2 separate regions of the Hordeum vulgare genome follow, and region 1 is linked to region 2. A link is a contact called in public Hi-C data. All regions are on one chromosome and are shown on one strand. Each heading gives the region's core, a stretch centred on a gene start, on an enhancer-like site or on the middle of the called end of the contact. The rest is flanking DNA. Distances are from core to core; before and after follow the strand shown. Region 1 has its middle 320 kb from the start of LOC123402454. Region 2 holds the start of LOC123404932 (LRR receptor kinase SERK2-like).

Region 1 (7,420 bases), core at 4,442-6,941, 770 kb after region 2:
AGGGTATTCTTGATTACTGTATAGTGTTCCAGTGATGACCACGACAATAAGTAAGATTGGTATATCTATGGTGCTTACGGAGTAAGCTCCGGACGGAGTAAGTTGTTCCATCATATGTTAGACATGTTGCATGCTAGTGTCATCTTTGTTGATGCCTTGAGTAACATGTTCATGGCATGCTCATCTGATTTGTTCTAGCAGTATTTTGCCATATTTCTATGGTTGTATCGTGTTCATCATTAAACTTTAACTTGTAAATGCCATGTTGTTGTTTGTCTTGATAGCTTTTGTTGTTGTGTGCTTGGGAGTACACTCAAAGTACTCACTTGCGATGTCATGCCTGTTTGCAGGTTATACCATGCTTGATTGCTTAGGATACCGAGTTTGCAAGCTAGGATAAGTGGTCAAGTCAAAGTCCTTGTAGATTGGAGTTCATCACTGCCGTCGTTGTTCGGCTGCTAGTAGTTGTTCTGCTACTTCAAGTTGTTCTGCTGCTAGCATAGAACTACGTGAGCAAGCGCAATGTCATCGTGCTGATGGAATCCACTGTTATATCGGAACCCTTGTATCCCTAAGTATGTCTAATAAAGAGTTGATTTGTTCTATGCCAAGAAGTGTCATATACTAGAAGAGTTGATCTCAGGGCTGGCATACGGGGTGTTATGGTCTCTCTCAGCCCGGGTGCCACAATGGTTCATAGCAGAGCAGGTCTGGCTCTAGGACGCCCTAGTCCGCACGGGCGTTAGGAACCGGTAGTATAGAGTCTAGTCGGTTGCTGCATTTGGTTTTTGCATTTGTTTAATGCATAGCATGCATATAGACTTTATACTTCGTCACTAACGGTAAACCTTATGAGTGTAGGTGGCATCAGTTTCGATCCACTACCTGCACCATCCAGCTTTGCATACCTGCTTTTTCGTGTTTGGCATCATCTCTGTCCCAGCGGAGTGGTGCCGAGGTACCTAGTGTTACAGACACCATTTGCAGGAGTTATGCTCAGTATTGTGTCAATATCTTTCCGTCAGCCACACCTATCATTTTGATGATAGACATGTTTTTGTCCCAAATCGTGCCATCCAACCTATTGCGTTGTCAACCCTTACTAATCTTTGCTATCAAAAAATGGTAAAGCCACCCTTATTTTTCACTGCTATCCTACCCCATCATCCATTTGTTGGACGAGTACGATTTCTTTCCATCCAGTTGATGATGATGTGGTCGTGACCTCTTTGTGCTGCTACATGATCAACAAGTTCGTCCTCACCTCCGTGTCCATCTAGCTTCAACCGGTGTTAACCCAACACTCGGTGTAGCTTTGTTTACACCAACCCCTTCCACATGTGGATTCACTTTCGTGCACACCGCCACAACATATTAGATCATAGAACTGGAGGTCTTGCAAGATTTGTGTGCATAGGCATGCCTGCATATTGTTGTGAGTAGCAATCAAAGGTCATGTTGCTTGAATATGATATTATTTGTATGACTTGTGTTCTTTGGTTTCATTCGTTTCTTTTGCTTATTTCTTTGGGCCCTCAATGTTACCATATATCCCCTTGTGTAAGTTTCTCATTAACCGACAATGGACCCGAAGAATCAAAAAGGAGTTCAAATATTTGGAGGCTGAGCTAATTATCATGGAATCCTCAACTGACTGCATTGTATTGGGAATATCTGGTGTAAATGCATATAATGTTCTGGCTAGATTATCAGCATCATCTCTACCTCATTGTGCACTTTTCACACTAGTAATGATGAAAATAGCCAGAAAACAGGTGGTGTGCCAGACCAACAATATATTATCAGTCAAAGGTATGGGTAATATGCAATGTTTGATTCTGCTAGGAGTATGATTTTTCAAACATCCTACACTCCAGGCGCGAGCCACAATGTTTATGAATTCAATACTCAACAAGAAGGATAATCGAGCACCCTTTTTCATACAAGTAACCGCAGTAGAAATATGAAAGGGTATATATATGGCGCTGAGTCAACATATCTATGATAGAAGTGTGATATCCTGGCTTATGAGGGATGATAGACTACTCATATCAATAAGGAATTCCTTCTTTTCCGGGAGCCAATTCGAACAGAACTCCCAGGTTAAGCATGCCCGGCTTGGAGTAGTTCTAGGATGGGTGACCTACCAGGAAGTTGATCCCGGGTGCGCATGAGTGAGGACAAAGTCCACAGAAAAGACTAGTATTAATATGTGGGGCTAGTCTAGATCCCGCGAGGAGTAACAACCAACGGAGGGTGTGTCCGGGGCGTGTTCATGACGTTTGTGACCTGTCGTGGCACACGACATGGAACATGTACTTGACTAGATGCACAAACATTTGTGCCAAGAGGGAATGCTCCGATGGCCCGACGAGGATGTCGGTTCCTCTGAGCGGTGGTGTATGTGACAGCCTCGCTTATTAGGGATGATAGACTACAAGAAGCTGAGAAGCTTCCACTTCAAGATTGCTCTATCTTCCTTAGTACGATACGTGGATGACTTCCGTGCACGATACCCAGGCTACTTCCAGGAGCTACTACAAAAGCTTCCAACATAAGGTACGGAGTCTTCCCCGGTGAGTCTTTAAGGGGGGACTTCCAAAGTGCGGTACCGAGCCTTCCTCAACAAGCTACCCCGATGAAAGCTTTGAGCCTAAGCTATGCAGGCTTCCTCATCACGATATTCTCGACAACTTCCAACACAAGTAGTCCAACTTTCCTCAGTATGGCACTGGTGCAAGATATTACATAGCTCTATGGCAGCATATGGTAGTGTATCTCAAGGATCAGATCCACAACGGTGTTGTCAGAAACAAGAAATCAGTCAGGACACAAGTGTGTGCCTCGTGAATCAAGTGTTGAGCTATATGTATTCTCATATATATATTGTGAGCTTGCTGCCAAGTTCTTGCAAGTCACTCGTACGATGATGAAGTCAATGTAAGAATCCGACAAACTCACCAGTTTTACAAGAGGAAGAAACCCAGTTATAGACTTCAGTGGGTGATGCAAGGACTCACAAGTTTTCAAGAAAGACAACATGGGGCAACAATTTTGGGAGTGCTTATCCAAAATATTGCACCCGTCAATACATCTGCTCACACGAAGAATTGAAGATATATATATATATATATATATATATATATATATATATATATATATATATATATATATATATATGGACAAGTTCTTTCAGCAAAGGATCCAGACAAATAAAACAACAATGAAGGAGCAAGGCCGGCAATACATGTTTGTTAATTGTTGCATGAACAATATAGTAAACACAACCAAGACATCCAGGTTCGGTATCGATCACCGGGAATATACACCTAAGGGGTCTACTTAATCTATATGGACCTCTTATCAAGGTAACCCGTCAACCAACACTATATGCTCAGAATTGTCAGTATCGAATATCCAAGCCTGTCTTGGAGACCAAAGGCCAAATAAAAAGACTCACTCCAGCGACCATGTTAAAGTATCACACAGTCTGTGATACACATGGATATACTGACAGAATGAGAAATCTGAATGTTGAGCAACATCCTTGGAGCATGTGCTCTCGTGTATGGGAATCAGTTAAAGGATACCCTGCCGAGAACAAGATGCTCCTGTCAGAACCACCATCCGTCAAGATGCTACTATTATAATGTAGTACTTCTTTATACTCGCCATGACAGTCGATAGTCAAGTCTTTGGTACATATTTGACACCTAAGACAGTGGAACTAGCAAAGATGCTACAGGAATCCCGCCGAGAAGTCAGATTCCGCCAGGAAAACGGTTGTTATTCACAACACTGTTCTAAACCCGGAGGACATACACCTAGTTGACCAACCCAATGCAGGGAGTAAAATGTTTCGTGTCCATCGAGGAAATTTGTTCACAATCCCATGGAATGTTTCAGTATGGTATATAAGAACGACACGTCCATCGAAAATCACTCTCGGACTTGTGAGAAGGGCATGTAGGTTTGTCATGATAATCGATCACACTCCAGCTAAGCCGACAGATATGAAATAAATGGGAGCCCGCATAAGCATGAACACGTGAGGTAATACTTGTGTGAATAAGGATACAATGAAGCAAACCACCCCAGAGCCAAGCAGTCAAGCCATATGAAATTCAAGGGGGAACATCATATAAACATAAAAGGATACCCGAGTTGGAAATAGTTTCCTTAAGGCCCTGTTCGGAGGTACTCCGCTCCAAAGCGCCACTACCGGAGCTGATGGAGTTATAGTTAAAATTTGCGGAGCCCCGGTTTGCTGGCTCACAGCTCCCCGGAGCTGGTGGGATTCTGAACAACCCCTAAGTCAACATATTCATGCTTGTTCCCTGAGCAATCAAATCTTGAGGACGAGATTTCTTTAAGGGGGAAGATTTGTAACACCCTGTATTTTGGTCCTTTCTTTTTTTCTTTTTTTTCTTTCTTTGGATTTTTTCTTTGAAGTCTTTTTCTGTGGCTATGTGGTATTGAAACTTGGGAAGATCATCTCTTCACAAGTGTCAAAGTGGCTTGTCATTCTCAAATCCATCCCAAGATCATGTCATTTCCATCTTTGCGCTAACCAAATTCTTTTTGGTGGGAATATTCCTTTTTCTATTAAAGGAATAATTCTTTTTTGCTCTAGGTTGTGAATCAACCTATATTTCTACCACTCCCAAAATTCCCAAATAATTATCATAAATACTTTGGGACATATCTTCCTCAAATATGTCCAAACCCTTCCTAGAAATTTTCATAACTTATTCACAAATATTTATTTTTGTATTCTCCCTAAATGGCACTTTGAGAAGCAAGTGTAACTTATCTTTTCTTGATTGCCCTCAAGCTTTTTGAGAACTCTTTCCTATCCATATCATTATCTCATGCCAAAATTAAACTTGATTTGCCTAGTAATTTTTCCTCAGCTATTTTCCGAAGTTTGTGTTCAGAAAGGAACTTTGTGAAGGAGGTACTAGCTAGGCATATACAAATGAGTTAATTTTTTGTCACATCCTCCATATCATCAAATCATAGCTCTCCTCCGAATTTGAGCTCATGTCATCTATGTATGTGAGCTCACCATCAAATCTTTGATTCTGGTCACATTTTTAGTTTCTGAAGCAACTGTATTTTATATTGCTTCATTATTGCTGAACATTTAACAGGACATGCTCCTACCCATATAACCTATATCCACAAACTTTGAGACCATTTTACCTATCCATTTTCCCTCTCCTATTTTTCTAAGTTTTTGTCCATAATGAAGCATTGTGAACTAAGTACTATTTTTCTATGTCCAAATGGTATGCAACTTTTAGAGTACGTTCATAGGCCCAAATAACTATCCTTCATCAAAATTCAACGCAGTCCAACGATCTAAGTGAGGGCTACTTGAACATATTAAGTTCTGTCCAGTTTGACACTTTGTGCAACAAGTGCTAGTTCACTTCATCCGTTTGATCACTCTAAGCCAAAGATCAGAGTCTCTCTCCACATTTGTATTGTTCACTCCACAACACACACTTTGTTGTTCTGTTGTCTTAGAGCAAGCTATGGTCATATCTATGGTTACTATTCTTATTCATTTGCACTTTCACACTCAGTTGTGAATGAACAATCGCCTTTGGCTGCTCAGAGCACGAGTTACTGTCACGTTCACGCGGTGACTATATCTTTGGCATGTCCGTCCACGCGCTCTCGCAATTGTGACCACTGTTCTCGTATGTTCCCAATGTTCTCGTACGTTCCCTCAAGCTATCGGTATCTCGCCATGTCTAGTAGCTCCACTGTACCATGGCCATCACCCTGAATCTCTCTCCCCCTCTCAGGTCATCTCGTACGCAGGGCGGAGGCCGTGTAGAGGGGCAGACGCGGGCTGCTCCGCAGTCGGCCGATCGCCCGCATCGCCCGCATCGCCCCGAGCCTTTTCAAGCATGCTTGGGTCTTCTCTCCTCCTCGTGTAGCCTCTGGAAACACCGCCCCTCCCCTTCGCATCGTTGATTCATGCCAGAGCGCCGGCACACGCGTCATCGTGGTCGTTCTCGCCCCATCTTGAGGTCCGGCTATATATAGCCCTCCCCGAGGCTTCTCAACCTCACCAAGCTCTCCTACATGCTCCTAGACGCCTCCCCGGCCTCTCAATTCGCTCCCGGAGCTCCTCCAGACCTCTCACTCCCGCCATGAGCTCCGCCTCGGTCCACGTAAATTCAAGCTCATCGGAGCCCCATTCACCCTCGGAACCTCACCACAGCGATCCCCTGGCCTCCTCAAAAATCCACACCACCCTAGCTCCTTCCCGGTGGCCGAGCCGAGTGTTCCCCATGATGGCCGACGCCATCAGCCGCCATGGTCAACGACCCACTCAGCCCCGAGTTATCCTATGAGCGTGGACCAAGCTGTCGGAAGCCCCCCGGTCCGGCCAGTAGCTCGAGCGTCGCCGGAGGTGGCCGCTGGAGCCGGGACGGGCGCCGACATGCACTCGGACCCTCCTCTATTCCCGTGGTCGCGAGGTGGAAGAAGGTGGGCGACAGAACATAGAGAATCAACACGGGGCCCGCCTATAAGTGAAACCGATGGTCGGCCCCGCAACTTTAGTTGAAACGTATTATCTAGAATATGCTTTCCAAGTTAGAAAGCGTACTCTGGTTCTTCTATAGCTGGAATACATGTTCTTTTGCACAAGGCGTATTTTCACGGAAGACGTTTACTATCTACTTAGTCAGGGGCTGGTTTGTACATATTTGTTTTACAAATAAGTCCCTAACTTTCAACTATCCATAACCGACCGTAACTCCGAATCAGGTGATTCCAAAGCCCACATGATCTGTTTGTCGAGCCCATTCTGTTGTACCATTTTCATGATGTGATACACTGTGAAAATGACCATTTTGCCTTTGCCCCTAATGAGCCCCCTCTAAGAAATAAACGTTCCGGAGAATCTTTCCACGAGCTTCATTGCACTTACTCCCGGAGAACCCTTCACGCCAGGCAAGCCATGACAGCCACCTCCATGTTGGCCTTAGAGTAGCCATGGTTTTATAATTGACTATTTATATACTTTGGGCATGTTAATATTTTTGGAATGCTATATACATTCTTGCGAATCCCTGCTTATCTTTACGCCATGATCAATTGCAACTAGTTGGTTGAGTAATTACTTTTATGGTAATTATTTTCTGGTGCTAGTGATCATGCTAGGTCCATCTTAAATTTTATTATATACATTACACTTGTAATATTCATGACCATAAGTATGCCATACTCATTTGCATCTAGAGAATGATTTATTGTCGTTGATATGTTAAATAGTTATGTTGCTCATCCCTGTTCATGTTGATATCCTGGTCTTATGCATTATCATTTCATCATACTTTTTATTATTACGACTCCACTCATCATCATGCAAGTTAAACTAGACTTCTATCGAACTTGA
Region 2 (6,833 bases), core at 2,124-4,623:
CGGGCGGCATACAATTGGAGGAAGAAGGCTAGTATGATTTTCAATGTAATTTCAACTTTTACTGGCCATTCTGTATCCAGTTATCTTTCCATTGTGCTGGTTTTTTCCTTCATAATTATCAGATCTAGCATTCCCTTTGGGTGTCTTTTCTTCAAGATTTTTTGAGCATTCCTGATGGTCCTAGCAAATGTGGTAGCAAATCTACAAGGATTGTACACATAGGTCACAGAGTTTCTGGATATAAATGAAGGCCAGCCAGCTGCATATAGCTCCCGCTTGCAGGAAGGGCCGACCACTTTGGGTCTTTCGTACGCAGCCGTTCCCTACATTTCTGCAAGAGGCTGTTTCCAGGACTCGAACGCATGACCATGGACACAACGCAATAGCTTTACCTCTGCGCCAAGGCTCCCAGACTAGGATTGTGCACAAAGATTACAGAGTTTCTGGATTTCTACCCAAAATATGTGAAGCTTCATTTAAAGGTTCAGTTCACTATCTGCACAAGGATCTTATCTGTAAGGCTAGTCCTAAGATACAGTAAACAGACCAGTTAGGCCATCTCCGCCAAAGACGCTACACTACTGTGGGGCAGTGATGCAGGTTGGGAGGGGCATTTGTCGTTGGAGTAAGATTAGGGAGGCAGGTGTGACATTCGTGACCAATCACAACTCTTGTGAAGGGGAAATACATAAATAGACCCAACTTAGTAAATCAAATAGCAAGTTAACTCATATGTAATCCCGCAGTGAGTGCATTACAGGCTTGAGAGGTGCCAAACCCTAGTTTGGAACCAGCTGTCTTCCACGTGCTTAGAGGCCCTGAGGCCGAGGAGTGAGGAGAAAAAAATCAGGAATGTGAGGATAGAGTAATTACTACTTTCCCTTACTGATACTTCAGTCCCCTTGTATAGGGGGGTTTCAACCAGACATAACTCTAAATTCAATATAGGTTCCCTTACTTCGAACTCCTAGCTCTTAAGTATTGGTCAAGGAACAGCAATCCTAGATTCAGCCCAACTACGCATAAATCTTGTGTCTGAACATTGGTAGCTCTAAGTCTCCGGCAGTAGGAGAGTTCCCACGTGAGTGTCATCAACTCATCACCCCTCTTCATGGCAAACGACTCACCGTGAAGCTAGAAAAAGTTTAGTGCTGCTTGGTTTCTGTAATATTCTCCTAGACAGCCTCACTCTGGAAGACAAGTCCATCTTACCAAGATTTGCCTAGTTCCAGGAGCATGGCAGGTACATAAGACAAAAGACATAGTTCAAAGCACACGCCCTTGCAACATGACTGGAATCATGGTACCAATCATCATTGATCACAAACAAGGATGTGCCAGATAATGAAACTTGGGATGCCATGCACCTAATCAAATAACACCTGAGCCATAGAGCTAAGTGAATAAGGATGACCTGGAGGGGTGAAGTGGGCATATTTGGAGAAGTTGTCAATGACCAGATAGCCAATTTGACATAGAGGAAACCTTCGACGAAGTTCATAGCGATATCAGGCATACGCTCATGAAGGGTCCCTCGATTAGTCGATTAGTTGCACTGTCGGCACAAGATCTGACCTTTCACCACTGCTCATGTAATGTGGAACTACCGAGACCTGGTTAGCAGCAACTAGGAAGAAGAGTTGGGCACAACTGAGATTGCAGAACCCAAGTTGCTTACTGTTGATATTTCTTGCCAAGTAAGTTAGGGAAGTGCTTGAATTAGGAAAGGATTTCTTAAATTAGGTGGAGTGCATCTGCGGTTGTAACCCCTCTATGTAAGGCATGTGTTCCACTAGAGAACAATAGATCCAAGTCACACCATCGACACCAAACGATTAGAGTAAATAAATAATAAGATGTTGTATGAATATAAGAAGCGGCAAGCTTTTAGTACTATATTTTACCAAATTTGCATATAAGATGTATTAAGTGCCAGTCTACAGTTTGCAAAATGTAGTGCATGGCATCCAGAACTTACAAATATTGGAGATTTTTCAGCTGCCCAAGTTGGGACACTAGTACACCAGATAATTGTGCATTTCCAAGGTCACTGAAAAGAGCAAAAGGGTATAACGAAGATGATCACTCTTGAACCCTTTGGTATGCATGCTGAGAGTTTTTTGTCAACTTACACTCTAATTACACTGTTGTCATTGTTACATGTAACATGAAACCATGTACAAGGGTTAACAAGAGTGGGATCCCAACTCTGCAATACATTGTTGCTATCCTTCAGGCTCTGACGCAGGTTATACAGAGCATCACCTATTATTGACAAAAGGTAAATTAGCATGGGCCGACATATACAAGCTTATGAAGAATATATAAAGAAGCTTCTTGAGTGACTATATACGGAACAAGTATTACAAGGAAACAGGTATGCTGGGCAAAAACTATGTAATCATCAAAGTAAAGAGATTATCAAGCAGCCCATCAATTTGTATACTGTTTAATTATGCAATTGTGCAACAAAGGATTTCTAATCGCAAGCCTTTACAAGAATGCTTTGTTGCACAATTGCATTCTTGTAAAATATCTCACCTGAGAGTCAAAATAGCAATTCCTCATCAGCGCTTATTCTTTTGCTTTGGAATAAGAAAGAACCAGATATCTATCCTTACACACACAAAGCAGACCAATCAGGCCAAACTAGAGAAACTATGTAATGTTGAAAATCAACTATACGGAACAATAAATTCCCTTCCAACCAAATTCGACTGCGCAAAGCTAGGTAGTACAGGATGTGACCGTTCATCTCAAGCTTGTGCTAATAAAAGCAACTGAAAATCACTAACCATACACCAAACCAACCGACCAGCATCCCCACATCAACGACCATGAGCAGATCAAAGCAGCTTACCCTCCGTGTTGGCGACGACATGGCCCACCCCCGCAACAACCATCAACACAGCGACGACCACCGGTCGCCACCTCCCACCCCCCAACACCGCCGCCGCCATTCCTGCTCTAGCGCCGACTGGGCCCCACCTCACCGACGCATAGGCGGCCCCCACCAGTTCTCCCTTCCCCAAGATCCCCCGAGCTGTACGGATCTGCTGGGCCGCCGCGTCGCCGTTGATAGCTCGGCGTCTTCTTTCTTCCTCCCTCCCTCTCTTCCCTAATGGAATGGGTGGGATAAATTTCTGTAGCTTTAATTAAGTTCGTAGTGCGTGTGTGTATGCTCCGACTTGTATAGTAAATTGTTCTACTGGGCGACGGGACCATCGCCTATGCTGGGTGAGGAGGAAGGCTACAGCTTACAGGAATCTTACAACTTGGCCGATTTGTGGGTCACGGAGTTGAGGGCCCACATGAAAGCGATGAGGTGTGGTGGTGAAGGAGTACAGGGGGTGTGGTGGGGCGGCTGAATTGATGGAGCTAGTGAGAAGAATACGGAGGGAGCAGGAGGAGGGCATCTGCTGACGGTGTGCCGAGGATCTCGTGGACGCGGTCTTTGTGCCCACTCTCGTCGCCCGTAGAGCAAAATCATTGTTTTGACCTTGTGAACGAAGTTTTTCTTTTTATTTAGGAAAACCTTGTGCTCCAGCCGGCTGATCGTGCGGCCGCCGTCTCGTCCGTGCGACGCGTGTCTTATTTGAACTCGTATAGTTTATCATTCTGTAACTTAACGCTTGTTGCAGATTGCGTACCGCATCACGTTCTATGATGCAGGATCTGAATCTGAATTCCTTAAGGGCAGAGCCTCTCGCTTGTGCAACGCTTGTTTTATGTAGACTCACCTAGCTTGCACTTGTGCAACTTAGCGCTTGTTGCAGTTTGCGCACCACAGCACCTCCTATGTTGCAGGATCTGAATCTGGATCCCTTGAGGCCAGTTGCAAAAGTACCTATGTTACAACAATTTCTTCCGCAACAGTATCTATGTTGCAGAAAGATGAAGACAAAAAATTATACAAGCTGATCTATGTTGTAAAAGTTTTCTGCAACATGATCTTTGTTGCAAAAAATTCTTCCGCAACAGTACCTATGTTGTACAAAGACGAAGAAAAAAATTCTGCAACAAAGCAATTGTTTCTGCAACTCGACTGTTGTTTCAAGAATTAATGGGTCCAAAATTATTTCGCAACAAAGCAATTGTTTCCGCAACTGGGTTGTTGTTTCAGGTTGTATTTGACCGAAAGAAGCGACCCAACTGGTAGATCGGACGGCTACGCGCGCGTAATCAGACGGCTATTTGGGTGATGGATATTTGATACGGATCCACCGGTGGACGCCTAGCAGCTCCCTTTTATTTACGGGGATTTCAGAGAGCTTTGAATAAAGAATGTCCTATGAGGCCAGATGTTAGTGGGCTGTGGGTCCCATGGACTTGGGCCAATTCTAACCTATAAGGGCATGTACAATGATGTACAATCAGCTGTCGCTGTCTATAAGAGTTGATAATTAGGATTTTAAATGATGTGGAGGAGAGAGAATCAAGAGAGGGAAAGAGGTCGTCGGTAAAATACCAGACGATCTGCGGGGCAGGAAAATCGGGAGATACAGACGACAATGTACCGTTGTATCGAGGCCGTCTGCAATTACAACGGTTTTCTCCTTCCGTGGTCGATCTAGCGGTCTAGCCTTTCCATCCAGCGTAAGTTCAGCAGCCACGATCAAATCCCCAAATGTTAAGTCTAGATCAAGTAAAAGATTTGTCAAATTGTTTTTTGTTTCAATAGCCGACCAAACAAGGTCCCAATGTACATGTTGCCCTTAGCGTTGTCTGCACATGACATGTCAAGCCATTATAGTCAGACATTGTCTAAACCGATGTACATGCCCTAAGGATGTTGGGCGACCCGCCCTCCCAAGGGCTCCCCCGATTTGGGGTTTCTCTGACCGTCCGATTAGCCTTTTCATGTGTCTGAGTCGTTAGATCTTTACAACAGTTAAACTTGATTTTCATCCTGCGGTTGTTTTTGCTCGCCAGGTGGGCTCACGTTGCATGTTGGTTGGCTGGGTTCGTCGACTCCCGCGTGCACTAGGTTTTTGGCCAATCTGCTCCGCGCGTCTTGCAACCAATCCCGTGCTCGCCTCGTCCCACTCTCACACGGGCCGCCAGACAAACCCTACCTGTTGGGGATATTGCTTGTTAAGTGACCCGCCGAATATGGGCCGGGTTACTGTTAAGGCGATTCATCCTTTATGACTAGTTGGGCCTCAACCCGGGCGTTTCCAAGTCGCAGGATGATTATGATTTATGGAAGGACTCTGAGTTTTGCAAGACGGCGGCTTAGAGACCGCAGTGGTCACGATTTGTAAAGAGGAAGGGACTCTTGTAAACCCTAAGGCTTCGACCTATATATAAAGGCGAGTCTGGAGGGGGAGAGGCAGGTTAGAAATCATTGAGTGCTAGGTTAGGGCGAGTTACGCCTTCCTTGTAATCGAATCCACATCAATACACACAGAGCAGGACGTAGGCTATTACCTCTTCTCGAGGGGCCGAACCTGGGTAAATCACCGTGTCTCTCTCGCTTAACCCCTTTGAGTCGCCACCAAGGTGCGATGGCTCCAGTACTAAGTCCTTTCACGAGGACATCTGCCGTGACAAAACCACGACAGTTGGCGCCCACCGTGGGGCCTGCGCACGTGGAGTTGAGTTCTCAAAGGGAGCCCTACCAGGGTCTGGGAGTTATGCGGCGGCGCTCATGACTTGGAGCCGACGCGGCATAGCCTACATCGACAACAGGCGATGGGGACCTGAAGCAAATTCTCTCGAATCAGGCTACAGGGTCCCCTTCGGCAAGATCAACGTCTTCATCGGCATGATCGGGTCACCCGTTCCTGAGCCGGACACCTCCTCCGACATCGTCGAGCCGGCCAGGTACGTTCATCCAGTCATAACCCGGAATCTGACCCGCCCGGTCTTTGTGGGTTTCACACAGGGATCGGAGGAACCAGAGCGCGCGGCGGCTCAGGAGGTCACCCCCGTCAACTCTGACGACGAGTCATCCATGGGCGACTCCAATTCCATCCAGTCCCTCCACGGAGACGGTCTTGGGGGCTTGTCATTGGCCATGGATCCGGAAATCCTCGATCGAACCCGCCGCCAGATCGCCATCTACATGGCCGGGGCGACTCAACCCGCACCGAACCCCGCCGGGGGCGATGGAGCCGGCGGGACGTCCAGAAGTGCGTCAGCAGTCCTAGTGGATTTAGCGGCGGAAATCACAAGACTAATGTCAACCCCCCTCACACCAGAGAACCAAGGAGAGATAAATGCGGAGATAGCAAAGCTGAGGGAGGCGGTGGCAAAGGCCCATCAGGATGCTGAGACGGAGTCCGCCAGGATGGAAACTCGACAGGCCCAGATTACGGCCGAAAGGATGCGGTTGAACACCGACAATTGGCGGCTCGAAAGACAGCAGCGCGCATCCGACGCCGTCCATCAGCGGAGGCACCAGGGACGCCTGCCCCATGATCTCAATCCGACTCGCCTGTTCGACACTCCCCAAACGCCCGGGATGGGAGCCGCCCCAGCAGGAGGGATGGGCCGCCCTCCTAACCCGCCGATTCAGCCGACTGAGGGTCAAATCCCTCGTTTCCATACCCCCCGAGGCCACTTCTCTAACCTGGTGGATAACGTGCTTGCCGCAACTCGCCATCTGGAGTCCCTCCCGATCCACGGCAACACCCCAGCTGAGATCGAAGCAAGGAACGCCATTGAGATGTTGAAAACGGCGGTGGTCCAAAACGCGCAGTTCTCACACAGCCCCGAACGGCTACACTCCACCCCCCAGGCGAGCTATACCAGGGGTTGGCCGGAGGATCAGCCTGCCGTAAACAGCGCCCCGCGACACCTCCCGCAGGACAACCCGCCCGAGCGGGACC

Evidence for each region. A called contact is a pair of places that touch in the nucleus more often than the background predicts.
Region 1: a contact with region 2 is called in a Hi-C map of leaf, with 5 times the contacts expected there. The contact joins the enhancer-like site here to the promoter of LOC123404932 in region 2. A contact is called at or near these places in 3 of 6 Hi-C or Micro-C datasets (leaf and seedling).

The regions. Positions count from the first base shown.
Region 1 is chr6H:296,046,495-296,053,914 of MorexV3_pseudomolecules_assembly, forward strand. No RefSeq gene overlaps it. Among protein-coding and RNA genes, the nearest start is that of LOC123402454, 320 kb to the left of the region's middle. Within about 2 kb of position 5,692, at least 1 of the 3 cell types and tissues checked has open chromatin away from gene starts, as enhancers often do. A contact at or near this core is called in leaf, where this site is marked.
Region 2 is chr6H:295,275,607-295,282,439 of MorexV3_pseudomolecules_assembly, forward strand. LOC123404932 (LRR receptor kinase SERK2-like) reads right to left here and starts at 3,374. Exons shown (of 11, transcript XM_045098837.1): 1 at 2,861-3,374; 2 at 2,133-2,265; 3 at 1,979-2,050. The coding sequence starts at 2,960.